Linked DNA regions of Mus musculus: region 2 is linked to region 1. A link is a contact called in public Hi-C data. All regions are on one chromosome and are shown on one strand. Each heading gives the region's core, a stretch centred on a gene start, on an enhancer-like site or on the middle of the called end of the contact. The rest is flanking DNA. Distances are from core to core; before and after follow the strand shown.

Region 1 (4,196 bases), core at 1,040-3,539:
GGATATGGATATCTCTAGTGATCTTCATATTCTCATCCGCAAGAACCTCCTGCGAATTGCTGTTATTTACCTTGACAGTCCTTCAGCCCAGAGTGGGCGTGGGACTTCATTATCAGTCCATAGGCTGTGATAAGGTGAAACCGGCTGACCACACCCTCTAGTTTGCTAGTGTCAGCTCATGAAGGACCATAGGAGTTTGTGTTGTATTTCCCGTGATAAATAATGTTACATGTTTGTGCCCCAGTACTTCCTTTTCTGTGACAAAAATAAGAAGATTGTTTTTTGGCCTTGGGTTCTTAGGACAGTGGGAGGAAAAATTTGGGATCAAAGATGAGGAAAACACTTTAAAGGGAGGGCTGGAATTTTCTCTCCTGTTGGCCTGCCACCTGGCAGGATACTCGGTTCACTCCCTGTGAGCATGAGGGTGGTCCTCATCTACTGTGCCACTGTTTCTTGTAGGCTACCTTGTGCAGCCAGTGTCTTCACATTCTATTTGCAGAACTGAGAGATCGCTAGTGGCTTACTCGAGATCAGAGCCCAGGTACGTGGCAGAGGCCTGATTTGAATCCTGTCCTTCCAGTACACCCACACCTCTCTCCTGAACATTCGGCTGATTGGTATGAAAAGCAACTCGTGGTGTTTTAACACACCATCTCCATCTGTAGAAATTTTGTGAAAGGCTGGTAGCCAAGCCTTCCTCTGTGTCACGTACACACTTTCCGCCTGGCACTCTCTTTGCACACCATCTCTGTCTCAGCGTGAGAGCTGTCTACAGACCCGGGCTTTCTCATTGTAATTTGGAATGTCAACAGGGGCTCCACTGTATTGAACCAGTGTGTGGACTGACACCCACTCTGGCACATGTGCAGCTGTTCTATGCTCGCTAGTAATGCTTACCCCCCAGTGACAGCAGACCGAGGTTCCTCCTTCCAGAGAATAGGCCATGCGCAGTCCAGTCGCCGTGGAAACCTCGACATACAGCACATTCCTCAGCATGCAGATGCATTAATGAGCCTCAGATCTCAGGTTTGCAGCTGCCACTGTCCATGCATCAAAGCAGCGGCATGTGGCGTGTGGGTGGCTCTGCGAGGCACAGCCTTGCCTGAATTAAATGCTTCCTGGAACCCACCGCAAAAGGTTCATTTTCCAAATGGGTTTTGTTAATTTAATTTATTTTTTTTTCTTTTTGTGGCTAGAAACCTAGAGGAAAATTGAGATGAATAAACGGGGTTAAGCCGCCCCAGGGGATGGCTTGTCCGCCGACCACTTTCCAGGCAGGGAACTATAGAACACACGGTAATGACTACTGCTTGTCAAAGGATCTGATGTGTGTTTTGCAGAATAGAACAGCTCGTATTTTCAGCACTTGATAAGCCATTCTCTAGGGAAATGAATGAAGGCTGCACGCTGCTGTCTCTGCCGCCTAAACACACACTTGTTTGAAGTGAAGGCAGCGAAAAACAAGGCAGGAGAAAACCCCCGCTGCTGCCCCCCTGCACATTCTCTCTCCATCACACATTTTCCTGTATTGTTGAAAACAAGTTCAGGAAATGCAAGAGGAAATATTCCTGAAAATGGATTCGGGCTTGGCAGAACGAGCGAGGCCGAACATGGAAAGTCACCTGTTTGGACAAGTACAGAGGATCTGCTAGACAAACAGGGTCAGAGTCCAGTCAACTCAAGAAGCCTGTGTTGGCCCTGCGGATGAATTAGCTCGGACAAATCAAAGGAAGGCCCATAGGCAAATCAAAAAACGGGCACGTTCAAAATAAACGGTTGAGTACAGATGCAGTTTTATTAGTGAGTCAGCATTGGCTGAAGCGGATGCTTGATTGCTTCAGGGGGAAATCCCATGCTCCCCCACATAATTACTCTCCTCTTTGGGGTACAATACAATTAGAACCACTTGGACTGGTGTGTAGGGATCTCCTGGTTCCTTCTGCCCTGCGTATTATTTATAGTTGCAGGTTAGGTTATACCCTGAATATCACATTTCTCACAAGAAACAATACTGAGTAGCCAGAGGCTGCCAGGTTCACTGTTCAACCCTGAGTCGTTTTGATTAGAGCCATATTTTACCACTTAAGCTGCTTTAGATTTTTCAAGCTGTGAAAACCCTGTTCTTGCATTTGGTATTCTTAAAATGGAGGGAAACCATCCCTGCTGCTTGCTTTTCTCTTCAAGAGTCCAGTGTCATGCTGCTAGCTCATCCAGGTCAAGGCAGCCTAAGTCACTGCATGTCTTCTGTCTGGGCGTGGGTGGAAACCTGAACCATTTCCTGTGGTAAAGAGCAGAAGGGCTGGGCCATGCAGAAGTCATCAGTTGAATGCAGAGAGCCAAGTCAGCCACTCATGGACCACGTGTGCTTGGGTTGGCTGATCTAGCACTGCCCATCCTAAATCAATAAGGACTTAAAACTTTTATGAAATACCTCTATAAAAATATCTCTATGAAATATAAATCTTTATGGAATGTTATTTAAAATGCATGTGTCATAGTTCTCCTCTTTCACTTCAGTATTCAGCCCTCAAACAAAAGGCTTTACCTCACCACTGGGTCTTCTTTATCTTCCTTGTGTTATTGATTTTTTTTTTTAATGCTGCACACGAAGTTGTGTGGTTCCATCTCCTGTTGCCTTCGCCCTAATACCACATGATCTCCAACCATAGAAGAAGTGTGTCCCTGTAGTGTCTCCTTTCTCCAGTACTTCAGGGATTTTATCATGAGTGGGTGTTGGGTTTTGTCAAAGGCCATTTGTAATCCACTCAGATGATCCTGTGATTTCTGTCTTTGTGTGATGGACTACTGTCTTTTTTACATATGTAAAACCATCCCTGGATCTCCTTGGTCACGGTGAGTGCCTTTTGAATGTGCAGCTGAGTTACCTTGGCAAGTATTTTACTGAGAAGTTTCACAGTTATGTTCATTGGGGAAGGAGGGAGACAGGATTTTCTTTTTTATTTATTTCTGGGTTGTTTGTTTAATTTTCCACTGCATCTATGTCCAGCTTGGCTATCAGAATAACACTAATGTTGTAGGATAAATTGGTAGAATGTCTTTTCTCTCAGTTTTGAGGAGTATTTTGAGAAACATTGGTATCAGCTGCACTTTGAAGCAGTGACCAGAGTCCATCAAGGAATCAGTCTCTACATGAGCCAATTTAGACAGGCAGCTCATTACCAAGCTCATTACATCATTGCTAACTGTGTTTAAGTTGTTTGTGTTCTTGGCTTAATTTTAGTAGGTCCTGTGAGTTTAGAAGTTATTTCTTCCAGATTTTCAGTTCTTTTGGAATGTGACTTTTCAAAATGCACCCTAATTATCTTTGGAATTCCATTGGTTTCTGCTGTTTTATCTCTAGTTTTATTCATTTGAATCTTTTCCCCCTTCCTTTAGGCTGGCTAATAATTAGTTAATCAGATTTTTCAGATAACCAATCTCTTGTTTCTTTTAGTCTTTTTCATTTTCAGTTCATTAATCTATGTCCTGATTTTTATTATATCTTTCTACCTGTTGACTGAAGGTTTCTCTTTTTTCCCTAGGCTGTAAGGTATACCATTGTTGTTTATATGACAGTTCTCTGATTCTCTAACATGCACAGTTATAATCATGAAATTCCTTCTTAGAACTGCTTTCATAATATCCACAGGATCTGCTGTATTGTATTATCATTTTTTATTTGATTCTAGAAGATTTTAAGTTACCTAATCCTGATTTAAGGACATGATATGTGATAATATGTTATTGGGTCTTTATGTGTTTATTTGAATGTAGTTTCTCTTGTTTTTTTATTTATTCAGTTGTGATCCTGTAGAATAGAAATTATTTCATTTTTCTTATATTTCTTATGCTTGCTTTGTGCCCTAAATGTGATTTATTTTAGAAAAAAACCTATTGATGACCCTTTGAAAATATTCTTCAGGGTTTGAATAGAATGTTCTGTAGATGTTTGTTACATAGACTTAATCTGTAATGTTGTTGAACTCTGGTGTTCCTTGTCGGTTTGTTTTTCATCCGGGTGACCTATCTCATGGCCTGAGTTGTGTACTTCGAGCCCCCGCTATTGTTGTGTTAAGGTTCATCTGTTTCCCTTTCCACTTGAAGTACCACTCTCATGAAACTGAGTGTGTATGTGATGGTTAGCTTTAACTGCCAGCATGATCCAACCTAGACTCACCTAGGAAAACAGTCTCGAT
Region 2 (4,196 bases), core at 517-3,016, 220 kb before region 1:
TGCTACAGAAAAATATAACCAACAAGATGTGTAGTCAAATTATGTATGTATGTCATGTACATGTAAATAGATATGCACATACATATAATTTGAGATCACATGTATACACTGAAATCATGTAGGAGTAATGGTTAGTTTTTGATGGGGTAGACCAGCAAGACAGAGGCCTGCTGAACTTTCTGTTTTGAAATCAATGTCTACTGGACTTTCTTCTTGCTAAGAGAACTCAGTCTTTGTTCTCTTGGGCTTCAAATTGACTGGATACAGGCAGTCAACAGTATATAGAGTGTGGTCTAATTTACTCAAAGCCTATCAATTTAATACTAATTTTATCTAAAAACCATATGAACAAAAGCTAAAGAACATCCAGAATAGCATTTGGCCAAAACCCTCGCACTGTGATTTACTCAAACTAACCCCTGAGATGAATTGTCACAGCCCACAGTTCTTACATTGAGTCATGGGATTTGAATGTCCATTGCACATTCTCCTTGGTTTATATAAAGTCACAATTTCATTTGTAAATGAGAAAATAGGCTACACTAGACAATTCTCAAGTCACATGTTCAAAGTGTCAGGGGTGAGTTTTGAACCTGCCTCCAGAGCATCAGTTAAGGCTGGGTGGAAGATAGAGAGGTGGGGAGGAGGTAGGAGAGAGCTTACAAAGGCTAGCACCTTAGTCTGAAGTCTGGATGTTTTTTAACTAAGGGTTCAGCTGCCTGTCACTCTTCCCTGTGGGTCTGTCTTACTTGCTTGTGTTGAACTTCTGAGCCCCGTGGATCTTATATGCAGGAGTGCATTTTGTGGTGCCATTAGGAGCTATGGTGAAGACCATAGCTGGGTCAACTATGCAACTCTCCCTCTGTCCTTTCATAGTCCGGCAGAAATCACAGCTACCACGCCATTCCTGCCCTGCTGCTGATGAACTGACCTCCTGTGTCTCTCCCTATAGTTTTCAAAACCAATGGTGCTATTTTTCGTTATTTAAGTTCTGTTTAAAAAGCAGGGTGATTGTTAACTGTGTTCTTTTCCAGGTTGTACCAACGCATTGGCCCCGAATTCCCTGAATTATTTGTCAGATGGGACAGCATTTTAGAGTGAAAATATCAGTTTTCCTAAATTAGAGAGTTGGTAGGAAATGGCAGTCCGGCTTCTTGATTTTAAACTAGGTTGAGATTGATATCCTTTGGCAGGAATCTACTGAGGATCAAAGTGAAGCAGATTCTTAGGTGATAAGCTCTGAGCCAAAGGGCCCTAATGCTTACTATTGAAGGCCTGGTACCTCAGAGGGGCAAGTCTGTGCATCTTTGATATTCCTGGGAGCCAAACGAACACCAGCTGGCTTGACTGCCTTCAGTACCCCACAACTTTCTTGTTTTCCAGCGATTGGACTGTGGCCAATCTGCTGTCCAAACCAGGGTGAACCTTCCAATTCTCCTTTTCATTAAATAAGGTGCTCTGAGCCTGTTGTTGCTCTCCCCGGTTAGAGTCCAGGGATGGAGTCGCCTGACAGTGGCTGCTGTGCTTGTATAAAGTGCTGTGGCCTTTACAGGCAGGCAGACTTCACAGCATCAGTAATATCCACCATCGGATCTGCCTTAGCATATTCCTGCCACTGGGAAGCATTTATTTCTTTCATTCTTTCTTTATTTTTTTGCTTGTAGCATGGAAGAAAGCATCTTAAATTCTGTAGGCTACATAATTGTGCCCACGAGCCTTCTCTTGCAATGTGTCCTGCCCCCATAACCGTTTTTCTCTGTAAGTGAAGTTAACTATGCAGAAAGCCAATTAGGAGAATTCGCTTAGGATTCTTTCCCTAACTGTCTCTTACAGTGCATTTGGCATTACTGCCAGACAAAGATGTTCAAAATATAGCAAAATGGTCTGTATCGGCCCTTCTACTTTCTACCTTCATGTGTTAGTTGCAAATACCAGTTTTCTATATGTAAAGATGGCACCAGGGATTTGTTTGATTTGCCTCCTTAGCAGTGGTGGGAAATATTTGCACACTTTTTATAATAATTAATGATTATCCACAGATATTTGTTTATTTTTGGTAGGTTTGTATAAACAGTATAACGTTTACTGAATAATTCTGCTGTCTATGGCATCCACCATTTTCAGTAGAGAACAGCCAATAAATGAAGCACAAAGAAACTAAGTAGCTCACTGATGTCACAGAGCTGCCTTCTGTTGCTCATTCCAGATAGACCTCCTCTTCACCAGGCTGGCTTTGTTGTTCTCAGATGATCATAATCTTAGCGGCAGCTTCCTGAGTGCCTCTCTGTGCCAAGTGCTCTGCTAAGTGCCTCAAGTGGAATGAAAGTCATAGCCAGCACTTTCTTGCCAGTGGATCAATCTTATTTACAAATGAGTAAGCACAGGGTCAAAAAATTAAGTAACTTACTCAAGGTTGGGTAACAGCATGAGGGTTCTGGGAAGTGTGACTTTTTTTTTTCCATATTTCAAATCTAGTATCTAGTTGAAAATGAAATCTTGAGAAATTGTCTGGCTGACAGAGGCCATCTTTCAGCTACCAGTGATAGGGGAAGATTAACTCCATCTCCAGCACTGCAGACCATGATGGCTTGCATCCTGTTGGCAGTGTCTAATAGACATCCAAGATCCTAGTGCAAAGAAAATGTAGCTGTTAGATTCCCAATCCTCCATATATGATGGGAAAATGTAGCTGTTAGAGTCCCTGCCCTCCAATTCATGATGGGGCAGAAGCTGACAGGGGAAACTTCCTGCCAACCAGTGATTCTCAAATGGCTGGTAATCCTGAGAGAGAAGCTGGCATTTTGAATGAGACCCTTGTGAACCTGACCGTTGAATGTTCCGACTGAGGTGTGCTGTGTGTGTGTGGGGGGGGGGGGAGGCAGGGGATGAACAGCCATACAGCTTCCTCTCTTGAAGGATTACTTGTTCATGAATTCTGGGAAGAAGACTGAAAATGGAGTGGGTTTTTGCCCCCCTGGTGATGAGCTGTTTCTGCTATGGAATATTGATGAGAAATTCATCAGGCAGACAGATGCCCAGAGAGCCATTTCCAGATGTGTTCCTGTTTATAGTCACTCTGTGGACATGCAATCATCCAATGCCTCCCTCATCAAGGCGCTATGTAGTGAGCACGGGAGCTTTTGCCTTTGTTTCTGTCTCTACAACAACCTGTTTGAGTTCCTTTTAAACCATGACAACTATTTCCTACGTTCTCCGCAGTGTCCCACTTGCATGCTGGACTAGGTGGTCGTTCTTCACCTTTCCTGGTGAATCATTCAATCTGTTCACTGCCTGCAGGTAACAATTCTAACATGACAACATTTGAATCTATTAGAATCTTCATGTTTTCTTCCTGTTATCTTTTCACCTTCAATGGATTAGAGCAGCCCTCCCTCTTAGGAGCTCTACACTTTTTCTTGTGAAGGAATCAGGGTGTATGGGTGACAGATAGAAATGGAGAACTAGCCACTTATTCGCAGAATAGGCTGGCTAGTGAAGAGTTACCACCCCACTTGCCATTGTAGTGTGCCTTTTCTGATCACTCCCCTGCTTTCATGGGGATGCCTGCTTAGAATATCACATGGAATTTTCTCCCTTAAGTGCTCGTGCCTGGAGTTTCCTGGAAGATTGATTGGAACGCAAGGATTTCAGTTCGTGGCCTCCTGTTAATCAGCTTAGAATTGTTAAAGTCATTAGTGCTATAAATTTCCTTGTAGTCTCAATTTCTCTTGCTCAGGGTTAATTCAGTTTGGTGTGGGCAGAATGCCTTCCACCAAGTAAGTGTTTTTAATGGAGCTTTTCCTGGTTAATGACAATGGGGACACCCAAAGGGAACTGGCACTTGGTTCAGAGCTCTGTGGGAGATGAGTGTGCTAGAGTGCTCTCCCTGGGAATCAGCCAGCAGCGGGAGGCCACATAGAATTCATTTCTCTTCCCTGGAGTCTCACGATTGGCTCCCCCACTACATCTACCTTTCTCTCTCTCTCTCTTTTTCCCCCTTGTGTTCTAATTCTGTAAACAGTCTTAGGGATATTTAGAAAAGTTGGGCAAAAGTTGCAGTTGTTTGCCTTGCGTTCATCCCTCTGTGTTGAGACTAGAGGAGGTTCTTTGTGTCCTCTGAAGTCACCTTCTGTGGAACAGAGCCCATACCACTTCCCTGAATAGAAGCAAGACCAGGATGAAGCCTTTCCACTAGG

What was found. A called contact is a pair of places that touch in the nucleus more often than the background predicts.
Region 2: a Hi-C map of the N1E-115 cell line shows a contact between it and region 1, with 2.4 times the contacts expected there. The contact joins two enhancer-like sites. A contact is called at or near these places in 6 of 484 Hi-C or Micro-C datasets (the N1E-115 cell line, cerebral cortex, embryonic stem cells and 2 more), 3 of 115 datasets of contacts at active chromatin or transcription factors (SST interneurons, T-cell acute lymphoblastic leukemia and bone marrow-derived macrophages) and 1 of 9 other capture datasets (embryonic stem cells).

Annotation. Positions count from the first base shown.
Region 1 is chr3:153,274,369-153,278,564 of GRCm38.p6, reverse strand. All of the region lies in intron 3 of St6galnac3 (ST6 (alpha-N-acetyl-neuraminyl-2,3-beta-galactosyl-1,3)-N-acetylgalactosaminide alpha-2,6-sialyltransferase 3), which reads left to right. Among named protein-coding and RNA genes, the nearest start is that of Gm52634, 20 kb to the right of the region's middle. Within about 2 kb of position 2,289, at least 72 of the 459 cell types and tissues checked have an H3K27ac peak or open chromatin away from gene starts, as enhancers often do. A contact at or near this core is called in the N1E-115 cell line, where this site is marked.
Region 2 is chr3:153,491,286-153,495,481 of GRCm38.p6, reverse strand. The region is part of intron 2 of St6galnac3 (ST6 (alpha-N-acetyl-neuraminyl-2,3-beta-galactosyl-1,3)-N-acetylgalactosaminide alpha-2,6-sialyltransferase 3); the gene reads left to right. Among named protein-coding and RNA genes, the nearest start is that of Gm46831, 16 kb to the left of the region's middle. Within about 2 kb of position 1,766, at least 15 of the 459 cell types and tissues checked have an H3K27ac peak or open chromatin away from gene starts, as enhancers often do. A contact at or near this core is called in the N1E-115 cell line, where this site is marked.